Linked DNA regions of Sus scrofa: all the other regions are linked to region 3. The links are chromatin contacts, called in public HiChIP or PLAC-seq and promoter capture Hi-C maps. All regions are on one chromosome and are shown on one strand. The core of a region is the stretch at or near the end of the contact, and the rest is flanking DNA. Distances in the headings are between cores, read along the strand shown.

The links. Promoter capture Hi-C pulls out the DNA fragments that hold promoters and counts their contacts. HiChIP or PLAC-seq counts read pairs in DNA pulled down with a chosen protein or histone mark.
Region 1: an H3K27ac HiChIP or PLAC-seq map of alveolar macrophages shows a contact between it and region 3. The contact joins the promoter of NUFIP1 here to the promoter of CCDC122 in region 3. A contact is called at or near these places in 1 of 5 promoter capture datasets (fetal liver), 3 of 47 Hi-C or Micro-C datasets (heart right ventricle, mesenteric adipose tissue and subcutaneous adipose tissue) and 1 of 2 datasets of contacts at active chromatin or transcription factors (alveolar macrophages).
Region 2: a contact with region 3 is called in a promoter capture Hi-C map of fetal liver, with 5 times the contacts expected there. The contact joins the promoter of TSC22D1 here to the promoter of CCDC122 in region 3. A contact is called at or near these places in 2 of 5 promoter capture datasets (fetal liver and liver) and 2 of 2 datasets of contacts at active chromatin or transcription factors (alveolar macrophages and skeletal muscle).

What each region holds. Positions count from the first base shown.
Region 1 is chr11:22,265,604-22,269,408 of Sscrofa11.1, forward strand. NUFIP1 (nuclear fragile X mental retardation-interacting protein 1) reads left to right here and starts at 1,844. Exons shown (of 10, transcript XM_001927425.5): 1 at 1,844-2,319. The coding sequence starts at 1,911. GPALPP1 (GPALPP motifs-containing protein 1) reads right to left here and starts at 1,795. Exons shown (of 9, transcript XM_021065611.1): 1 at 1,619-1,795. The coding sequence starts at 1,706.
Region 2 is chr11:22,516,812-22,520,366 of Sscrofa11.1, forward strand. TSC22D1 (TSC22 domain family protein 1) reads left to right here and starts at 1,981. Exons shown (of 3, transcript XM_021065612.1): 1 at 1,981-3,555. The coding sequence starts at 3,262. It overlaps LOC100523690 (atherin-like), which reads right to left and starts at 3,068. Exons shown (of 4, transcript XM_021065395.1): 1 at 2,112-3,068. The coding sequence starts at 3,068.
Region 3 is chr11:23,157,963-23,161,258 of Sscrofa11.1, forward strand. CCDC122 (coiled-coil domain-containing protein 122) reads left to right here and starts at 1,699. Exons shown (of 5, transcript XM_021065620.1): 1 at 1,699-1,819. LACC1 (laccase domain-containing protein 1) reads right to left here and starts at 1,828. Exons shown (of 7, transcript XM_005668443.3): 1 at 1,447-1,828; 2 at 1-74. The coding sequence starts at 22.

The DNA.
Region 1 (3,805 bases), core at 594-3,093, 890 kb before region 3:
GTAAGGGTAAGAATGACCACACAAAAGAAACAAATGGGAAGGAGTAGACAGAAAGAGTACCTGAAGTAAAGGCTGGTAGAATGATAGAAGGAAATCATAACAGAAGTAGCTATCTGGCACATGGTGGCTGCTTACCTGCAAATCCTGCCTTAGTTTAAAATCAGGGAATACGGAGTTCCCGTCGTGGCGCAGTGGTTAATGAGTCTGACTAGGAAGCAAGAGGTTGCGGGTTTGATTCCTGGCCTCACTCAGTGGGTTAAGGATCCAGCGTTGCCAGGAGCTGTGGTGTAGGTTACAGACGCGGCTCAGAACTGGCATTGCTGTGGCTCTGGCCTAGGCTGGTGGCAACAGCTCCGATTAGACCCCTAGCCTGGGAACCTTCATATGCCTTGGGAGCTGCCCTAGAAAAGGCAAAAAGACCAAAAAAATAAATAAAAAATAAAATAAAATCAGGGAATACAGTGAACCAAAACCAACATAAGTGTAGGAACCTGACTAAAACATTGGGTTAACCTCACTTTCCTTCAACCTTAGTTGAATGGAACCTTCCTTGCTAAAATAAAGGCTTGACTTTTTAATGGCTATAGCAGAAATGAGACCTGGAAAGAAACCTCTAAGTGGAAACATGGTTTCTAGATAGTCAAAGAATGCAAATAGATTCAGGAATGGGAAGGTTATTCTTTCAGCTTTACTTTTTTCCAACTTTAGCTAGTCCCAGCCTACCAATTAGAACATGAAAGGACAGATACTCATCATGGAGGAGTCAGAAGCATTTATTTGACAAATATGGGGGTGCCTATTAGTCCTTAAGGCTAGAAAACCGAGTACAATGGTGGAAACAGATATGTCGGCAAGTTATGAAAAAACAGTATGTTAAAATGTGATGTAATTAAGCAGGAGTAAACCCCCTGGGTAAAGAGGGGGTGACAATGCGAGAAGAGTTTGGAAACATTTCACTGAGGTGATACTGAAGTTAGACCTTGAAGGATGGGGTAGGAGTTTGTCAGGTATGTCAAGAAGTGCAGGGCAAGGCTCCAGGGAGCCAAGAGAATTGAAGAACTGCGCAGAAACTCGCGTTGGTTTGAGCTTTGGGCTCTGTGTGTTAGATGCAATGACAGGATGAAAGGCTAGGAAAGCAGGTCCGGGGTTAGAGAGCAAAGCATCTTCTGCAAGAGCCAAAGGCATTAGTTGTACGTCAGGAGGCAAGATGAGAGGCCAGAAGCATGGGCTTCATTCTAATCCGGGCACCACTACTTGCTAGTTGCGAGGTCTGGGCAACAGCCTGGGCCTCAGTGTCCTCAATTGCATCGTGTAATAATAATCTTTACCTTATACAGTAACCAAGAGGACTATATGACTTAATATGTATCGGCCCTTCAGTACAGTGTCCAGCCCTTTAAGCGCTAAATTGGGATACACCATCACCATGATGATAACCGGACCAAAGCTCGTTTCTGCGGCCCCACGGCCGCCTCGCCACCGCCACAGCCTGGGAAGGAAAGTTAGCTCGGGTCGGGCCTCGCCCACTCGCCACTCCTCCCTCAGGCTCCCAGGCCTCGGACTTGTACTCCCAGAGCCGGGGTCGGGCCTGGCGGGCAGGGGACACGCCGCCGCTTACCCGGGCTGAGGTCCCGCTCCTCGTCCTCCGCTGAACCGCTGGCCTTGAAGCCGGGCGGTAGCGCCGGCCCAATCAGATCTCTCGCCATCCGCGGTGGCGGCCCTGGTCCCTCACACTAAGCGTGTCTATGTCAAGTCAATCTCAAACCCGGAGCCTGCGATTCGCCGTAAAGGAGAGAAGCTTTTTCCGGCGCCGACCAATGACGCTTCAGCCTGTGATTGGCTGAGCCTTATCTAACGGAAGTGGTGCCTAAGGCTTTACTCCACGCTGGGTTCCCTACCTGGCGGGTGGCATGGCTGAACCGGCAAGTGGTTTTGTGACTCCCACCGGGTGGTTTCCAGCTCCAGAGCTGACTCCCACGTTGGGGCCTCTGAGCGACCAAGCCTCGGCCTCGGAAAACTGGATGTACTGGGCGATGCTGCCGCCTCCCCCACCCCCTTCCTCGCTTCCCGCAGCAGAATCCAAGCCTTCCTCGGAGGCGCAGCCCCCGGCGGAGGCCCAGGCTCTTCCTGAGGCGCCTCCCCCTTTCGACGCTCAGATTCTTCCTGGGGCGCAGCCCCCCTTCCACGCCCAGTCCGCCCTTGAGTCTCAGCCTCAATTCGATGGCCAGCCCTACTGGAATTACCAGGCTTCGACTTCATGGTACTGGACGCAGTCTCCTGGTATTTTTCCTCAGTATCAGAACTCCCACAACACTCCAGGTACGTTTCTCCTCTCCGTACCCCTTACCTTTATCCTCCCTGTCTTCTCTCTCCTATCTGACCCTCGTTCCTCTGTCACCTTTTGGTACTGCCTTGCACTCTTGGAGTCTGGTCATTAATGTCTCACGATTTGTTCCACAGTTATCTTTTCCCCGCCTGTTCCTTCAGTTTAGCAACTATTTATCGAGTTCCAACTATGAACCAGGAAGCGCTACTATAGCAGTGAACAAAACATACCAAAATCCTTTAAGGAGTTTAACATCTGTTGTAGGAAGACAGACAATAAACAAAACAAACAGTGTGTGTTAGAAAGTGGTGAGTGCTGGAGTTCCCGTCGTGGCGCAGTGGTTAACGAATCCGACTAGGAACCATGAGGTTGCGGGTTCGGTCCCTGCCCTTGCTCAGTGGGTTAACGATCCGGCGTTGCCGTGAGCTGTGGTGTAGGTTGCAGACGCGGCTCGGATCCTGCGTTGCTGTGGTTCTGGCGTAGGCCGGTGGCTACAGCTCCGATTCGACCCCTAGCCTGGGAATCTCCATATGCCGCGGGAGCGGCCCAAGAAATAGCAACAACAACAACAACAAAAAGACAAAAAGACAAAAGACAAAAAAAAAAAAAAAAAAAAAAGTGGTGAGTGCTATGGAGAAAGCAAAAAAGAGCGACAGGCAGTGCAGTTTTAAATGTCAGTGTCAGTCGGTGTCAGGGAGGTGAGGGATTGGAGGAATGCATATGTCTGGCGGATAGGGGTGCAGGCAGAGGGACCCGCAAGTGCAAAGGCCTTCAGGCAGGAGCTTATCAGTCAGAATGGTAGCCATTGTGGCTAGAGAGGACTGAGCCTGGGGTAGAGCTGTGTGGGGGAAGAGAGCCTTGTAGATCATGGTACTTTGACTTTTACTGTTGTGATATACTGAGTGCAGGGGAATGGCGTGATTTGAGTTATGTTTTAAAAGGATTTATATGGCTACCTGTTGGAATCGACTGAAAAGAAGTTGAGTTAGAGTTACTGCAGTTAACCAAGTGAGAGACATTGGCGACTTGGACCACGGCAGAGCTCCAGAGATGATGAGAAGTAGTGTGTGTGTGTGTGTGTGTGTGTGTATTTTTTTTTTTTTTCTTTGACTATGCTGGTGGCATATGGAAGTTCTAGGCCAGGGATTATACCCCTGCTACAGTAGTGACAATGCCTGATCCTTAACCTGCTGAGCCACCGGGGAATCCCTAGCTGCATTTTGAAGGTAGCAAGGGCCAACTTGATTTGCCGAAGCAATGGATGTGGGATGTGACTGATTTAAAGAGGAGACAAGAATAACTTAAAGGTTTTTGCCAAACAAGTGGAAGGATGTGGATGGAGTAGATTTGAAAAGGAAACAGGGCTTGACTTTGGAATATGATTTGTGTCAAGAAGAGATACTGAACTGACTGTTAGCTATTAGTTTGTACTTTCAGGGGAGGGTCAAGTCTAGAGCTGTAAATTGGGGTGACATCAAC
Region 2 (3,555 bases), core at 731-3,230, 640 kb before region 3:
GTGAGGATATGTTCTCTTTTCCATTCAAAAACTGTTGGAAAAGCATGTCAGAGTTGCATTTCAACCACGGATGGTGGCTATGAACCAGCTGTGTTACTTGCAACAAAAGCTATTGTAGTATTAAAAAGAGAAATGATTATTTGTGTAAAATACACAAATGGCCAGTTATGTAAAAAAAAAAAAAATCCATGTATGAATTCATGAATATCATAAAACAAGTTCGATCTTTTCAAATGTATTTGATTTTTACCACCATATCACTTGCAATGTTTTGAACACCTACTTTATACCTAGCCCGGAGCTCCACACTAAAAACACCTACTCCTCCTTTTGGGTTTAGTTCTGGGAGTCCCCTGCCACAAAAGATCAAAATTTTGATACAGGCTATACAAGGATGTTGAGGATGTGTTTTTATATAAGAATATAACAACAGTGATACTCCTAACCTTTGGGGGATGGAATGAGGGGAAAAGTTGAGAGAAACCTAAAGGTAACATGTTGAATCACCAATGAGGCGTCTATGGAAACCCTGCCGTCTACTTTTTACCAAGCTCCTGAAACAGGACTGTAGATCCGTTAGTCTGTGAGATTTAATGAATCAGAGGTCTAACCCTAAACGTTTAGTTCCTCAACAACCTAAGTAGAAAAAAAAAACCTTTCTCTCTAAGGTTTTCCACATTACTTTGCTGTGTTTTAATTCCTGGGCGAGATGTACGGCTCTCAGTAGTAAAAACTGCTTAGAACTAGAATGTTTTGACATGTAATGCCAGGGAAGCAACTTCCAGTAAATTGCCTCCAATCAAAGCTAACATTGCTTCTGTAGAACTATGCTCGGACCCATGCAGGATTTTGTTTTTATTTTGTTTATGTTTTTAAACTTGAATCGCAGATGGTTTTCTTTCTTTTCTACCTCTAAAAGGTAGTATTCATTTATCACAGCACTTGTATTGCCACAAAGACTAGGCCACTTTGTCTTTTAGGTCAAACCTGCAGGGGCTACAGCCTGGACAATTAAACTAGAAGATATCCCGGTTGGAGGTAAGCTCCACCTGTTGAGATCGGTTATTTACTAGGCTGGGCTGCTGCATCCCTCCAGGAAACAATGGCTTGCAAACGCTCCCCTCTCTAGAGAAGAGCCTAGGCATTTAACTGCAAACAGCTGCAACATCTGCCCGGCTGGCTCGTCCCTGCCCGTCGAAGGACGAGGGGACCGCACGGCAGCAGCAACTGCACCGCACAAAAGGGAGCGCCTATCCTGAGGAGCCACCGGCCTTCCGCGACCCCGCAGCACCAGGCTGGGGCATCCTCCGAGGGGGCGAGGGCGGCGAGGGCCGGGGGCGAGCCCAGGTGTGGCGAAGGGGAGGAGGGCTTCGCCACGCGCCGAAGAAGAAAGCCTGACTCATGTCGTGGCGGCGGCGGACTCCTGGGAACTGAAACTCGTGATGCTGTTGCTGCGGAGAAAAGCCTCATTACCCATTCCGCAGGCGGGGGGACACCACCCAGGGCGCGTACACCCGAGACCCGGGGCTCCAGCGGCCTCCGCCAGCCCCTCCCCACCGCGCCCCCTCTCCTGCCGCGTGCCCGCGCGCGCGCGCCGGCCGCGTGTGAAAAAGGAGCGGACACACCTAACCTGCGCGCGCCCCGTACCCGGCCCCACCCCCATCAGGCAGAATCTCTCCGGCCGACCCGGATTCGCTCCCCCGGCCGAAACTCCCCACCCCCGCCGCCGGCGGCGGCTTCGGCGCCTCCGCCAGCCTTCGGCAATTTCCGCCGAGACACCCGGAGCTCGGAGAGGCCCGAAGACCCGCCGCCAGATCCGGCTTTATGGCTGCGGCCCTCGGGGCGCATGCGCAGACGCCATCTTCCCTCCTTCTCCTCAGCCTGCCCCCTCCCCCCGCCACCGCCACCGCCTCCTCTCGCCGGCGGTCGCCCCTCCTCCTTCTGCGCTCGGGCGCTGGTCCCTCCTCTGCCGATGCCGCGAGAGACTCGCGGATACGGTGGAGCCGGAGAAGAGCACTAGTAACAACCACCGCAGCCCCCTCCCCGCCCGCCGCCCTCCCTCGGCAGCCACCCACTCACCCGCCCTGTTCGCCGACACCGACCAACCCCACCTCTCGTTCCTTTGAACGGCGTCGGCTGCAGTCGCTGCACCAGCCTGTCTGGCCACCAACGCCGCCGAGAAAGGAGTCGTCGCCGCTGCCTGCGGCCCCCTCCTGCCTGGGCCGCGGGAGCAGCGGGGTGAGGACGAGCCGGCTGCGGAGGAAGAGGACGAGAAGCGGCTCGCACCGTCGGCGCTTAGCGCACGTCCCGCCGCCCTTCGGGGAGGCTCGGGCGCCGGCCCCTTCCTCCCCCAGGACGTGTGCCGAGCCGAGGCGCCTGCCCGGAGGGAGGAAAATGCTCGGGCTCCATGGCTGCCAGTGATGGAGCGGTCCCTGGGCTCCCGCTGCCACCGCCGCCGCCGCGCCCCTGCCGTGCTCCGCGAGGACCCGGCGTCTCTGCGCGCCCGCCCGCGCCTCGTTGCTGGGCTCACCGTACCGGGCGCCCCGCCGCCGCCCCGCTCCGAGCCTCGCCGCGCCGGCCCCAGCCGCGGCCAGCGTTTCCTCAGGGAGCAGCAGCCGCCGCGAGCCCAGGGGGTTTGAAAGGGTCCGCGGGGCGTGGGGGGAGGGCCGAGCGGGGCCGGCGGGGCTGGGAGGGGAGGTTTGAGCGACACTGAGCTCGGGGCTCGCCGGCGGCGGCGGCGCTGGGGGTGGCGAGGGGAAGGCGACACTCGCTCGGCGCTGCCTTCGTGCAGAGCCACCGGGAGGGTTTTGCAGCGGCCGCCGCCGCCGCTGCGGCGGGAGGAGGGGTGGAGGTGGCTTCGGAGTTGTCCGGAGAAGGTGGGCATTTCTCGGCTTTCCCGCCCCCTCCCCTAGCCTCCCCCCTCCCTTGCTCTCCCCCTCCCTCCCGCCCCGCACCCCACGTGAAGCGGAATATAAAGGGGGGTGTGAGGCTAGAGGGGAAAGTGAATGGTGAAGGGCTGAAGGGGTACCCCCTTCGGGTCCTCGGCCGCCCTGTTCACCCTCGTTCATCCTCCCTTCCCGAAGCTCGCCCTCGAAGGCAGCAGCGGCCGGCGCCCTCGGCTGAGGAGGAGTAGGAGGAGAAGGAGGAATCGCGCCGGGTGGAGCATCAGGTCCCGTTTTCCTCCCCGGGCGTCTTGAACACAAAGATTACGGTGCAGAAGGAAATTGCTCGCGCCTCCTCCGCCCCCCGGTCCCCAACACAATGCACCAGCCGCCCGAGTCCACCGCCGCCGCGGCCGCGGCCGCTGCAGACATTAGTGCTAGGAAGATGGCGCACCCGGCAATGTTCCCTCGAAGGGGCAGTGGCGGTGGCAGCGCCTCTGCTCTCAGTGCAGCAGGTACCGGCGTTGGTAGTAGTGCCCCATCTTCCGAGGATTTTCCGCCTCCGTCGCTGCTCCAGCCGCCACCTCCTGTAGCATCTTCTCTGTCGGGACCACAGCCTCCGCCTCCACAAAGCCTGAACCTCCTTTCGCAGGCTCAGCTGCAGGCACAGCCT
Region 3 (3,296 bases), core at 449-2,948:
CAATCAACACTACTTCTGCCATCCTTCCATACGATACAAAGTTCTTCAAAGAAGGTTTTTGTGCCCCCAATCACCTGTAAAGAAAAATGAGCATTAAGTAAGAATGAAAAATTATATCAATCTCTTTAGAGTTAGTTACAAAAGAAATTTTTGGATGATTAAAAAGATTTGCGTTGATTTAAAAATATAGGGAGTTCCCATCATGGCTCAGTGGAAATGAACCTGACTAGCATCCATGAGGACGCAGGTTTGAGCCCTGGCCTCGATCAGGTGGATTAAGGATCCGGTGTTGCGGTGAGCTGTGGTTTAGGAGGCAGACATGGCTTGGATCTGGCGTTGCTGTGGCTGTGGTGTAGACCGGCAGCTGTAGCTCCGATTTGACTCCTACCCTGGGAACCTCCATATGCCGTGGGTGCGGCCATAAGAAGACAAAAAAATAAAATAAAATAAAAATATAACCAAAATACTAGACTCCTCCCATTAAAGCTAGTCCACTATTAGTCATAAGAGAACCATGACAATGAAAGCAAAGCCATCTCTAAATTCATTTTGTGAAAGTACTTACATCTTTCTGGCTTAGAACAACAGTTTTTGTTTTGTTTTTACATAGCAAATTTTAAGCAAGTAAATTACTTGTTGACTTAGACAAAGTCCTATTTTTTAATTACAGGGTGTCAACTTATCACTATATCATTAATCCTCACATGGCTGGCTTGTTAGATCACAGCTCTTTATATGAAATATGTCAGCCTGAAGTTCGATAGGTTAAATAGAGCTGCACTTAAAAAGTGCTTTTCTTCTTTGAGGAAAAGTTGCGTTTTTTGTTTTTGTTTTTTCAGAAACAGACTTAGAGATCCAGAGAACAAAATAGTGGTTACCAATGGGGGGGTGCGCAAGATAGGGGTAGGGATTAAGAGATAACAAACCACCGTGTCTAAAATAAGCTACAAGGTTATACTGTATAGCACAGAGAATATAGCAATATTTTGTAACTTTAAATAGCGTGCAATCTATAAAAATGTTGAATCGCTATGTCGTACACCTAAAACTAAAACTGTACATCAAAACTGTACTAAAAATTGCGTTTCTGAGGAGATCAGAGTTGACTGAGACGTTTCCCTCCAGGATTCACACAGCTCTCAGGAACAGCAAGGACCACAAGAGCAACAGCGACTGAGACCAGCTGGGCAGCCCACCGCTCTCCTCCCGACTCCCCGCCCCTGCGCCGGTTTTCTCACCTCCGGCCCCTGCCCTCCCACCCCAGGCTGTGGGTCTCTCTGGTGACCCGCCTCGGAGACACCGCCCCCGCCCCCGACAGTTTCCTCCGCGGTCACTCCTAGGCCCCTCCCTCTGCACTGTGGAAAGCCTGGGGGGCGCGACCCCACCCGCCAGGACCGCTGTCCAGACTCCGCCTGCCCTTCAGGACTTTCTGACGGTCGGACGCACACCGAGCCTGTGCTCCGTCCTCGCCTGAGGCACGTCGAGCTCGGTTCCACCTTCGGCCCGCGCGGCGAACTCGGAGACGTCTGCTGCCCCCGACGCCCGTCCTGAGGCTGAACGCGACCCGGCGGCCGCGAGCGCGTCCCGGGGCGTCCTAAGCCCGGACCCGCCGCTGTGTGGGCGGCGCCCGTCCCGCCTCATCTGCCCGAGGGCCGCGGAGGCGCGGCTGGGCCGGCGGGGAGCGACGCGGGGGGTGGACGCGCCCGAGTGCGGGGAAGCGTCAGCAGTTCCGGGTCAGGCCGCCTGCCCGCACTCGCCGCCTGGCGCCCGGAGGAGGAACGAGAACCGGAGTCGCGACGGGCCTTGCGGCCTGAACCAGGCGGGTCCGCGGGCGGGAGGCGGGGCGGGGGCGGGGACGGGCCGCGTGGGGCGCGGGGCCGGCTTCCCGACGGGGCGGGCGGCCTGGGGCCTCGGGTCGACCGCCGCCTCCCTTCCCGGGGCGGGCGAAGCCCTTTCCCCGCGTTCACGCTTACAGTCGCGGCCTGAAGAGCCGCCGGCCAGCGGCGCGGTCGGTCGCGACAGGGTTTCATGTCCTGAGCACAGCCCTCCCCCCCAACCTCGTTCCGTTAGGCCCCGGCAGTCTGTCCCACCCAGGTTCTAGTAATAGGCTTCCTTGGGGCAGGGGGAAGGGATTGTTTTCTGTTGCGTTTGGTTTGGTTTTGTTCTTTAACTGTTTTGCTTTGTTTGCAGAAATAAATTGGCTGAGCTTTCTCTTTTTGCTGATCCTGCCTAACTTGCTGACTAGACTTGACAGGTCCTTCGCTTGTGTTGATAAAGGGATGTTCTGTCCTGTGCGCCCTTTTAAAAATATGTTCCACGAGTAGAAAATTAGAAGCCTCGTTTTTCTGCCCTCAAAGAGCACAACATTCATTTATTTTAAAATATTGAGCAGCTCCTACGGATATGGAAAGCAGATGCTCTTTCTTCAACCTTCAAAGAGTAGAAGAGAGGGTGTTTCCTGTGTAACTGGTTATAATGGAAAGAGGTCCTTGTTTCTGATAGTTTCACATCATAAGTGAGGAACCTGTACCTGAAAGAAAGACTCTCAGCTATCTGGGAGTTTGAAGAGCTCTTGGAAGTGGGCGAGTGCTTCCGTTCTATTTGAGTAGAGAATGGGGTTACCAACCCTCGATAGGAAGCCACTGCTCATATCTGGCAGCTGTTTTTGTCAACATTTGTATTTTCATTATTTTTGCTGGATATTTGTTAAGTGCCCTGAGTGGTATATGGTGCCCTGATGAGAAGATTTACACTGCCCTGAGCTTGTTTTATGTTAAATATTACTGTAAGCACAAAAAGACAAAAAAAAAAAAAAAAAAAAAAAAAAAAGAAAAAAGAAAGGAGTTCCCGTCGTGGCGCAGTGGTTAACGAATCCTACTAGGAACCATGAGGTTGCGGGTTCGGTCCCTGCCCTTGCTCAGTGGGTTAAGATCCGGCGTTGCCGTGAGCTGTGGTGTAGGTTGCAGACACAGCTCGGATCCCACGTTGCTGTGGCTGTGGTGTAGGGCAGCAGCTACAGCTCTGATTAGACCCCTCTCCTGGGAACCTCCATATGCCACGGGAGTGGCCCTAGAAAAGGCAAAAAGACTATATATATATTACTGTAAGCAAAATAGACGTCTTTTAGTTACAAGCCTGGGTTAAAACATTTATCTCTGTTTTTATAGACAAATGGTGGGAATTCATTTTCTCTCATGCAACAGTAACAGTTAAAAAGTTAGGAGTTCTTTGGTGGTGCAGTGGGTTAAGTAAGGATCTGGTGTTGTCACAGCAGCGGCTTGGGTTGCTGCTGTGGT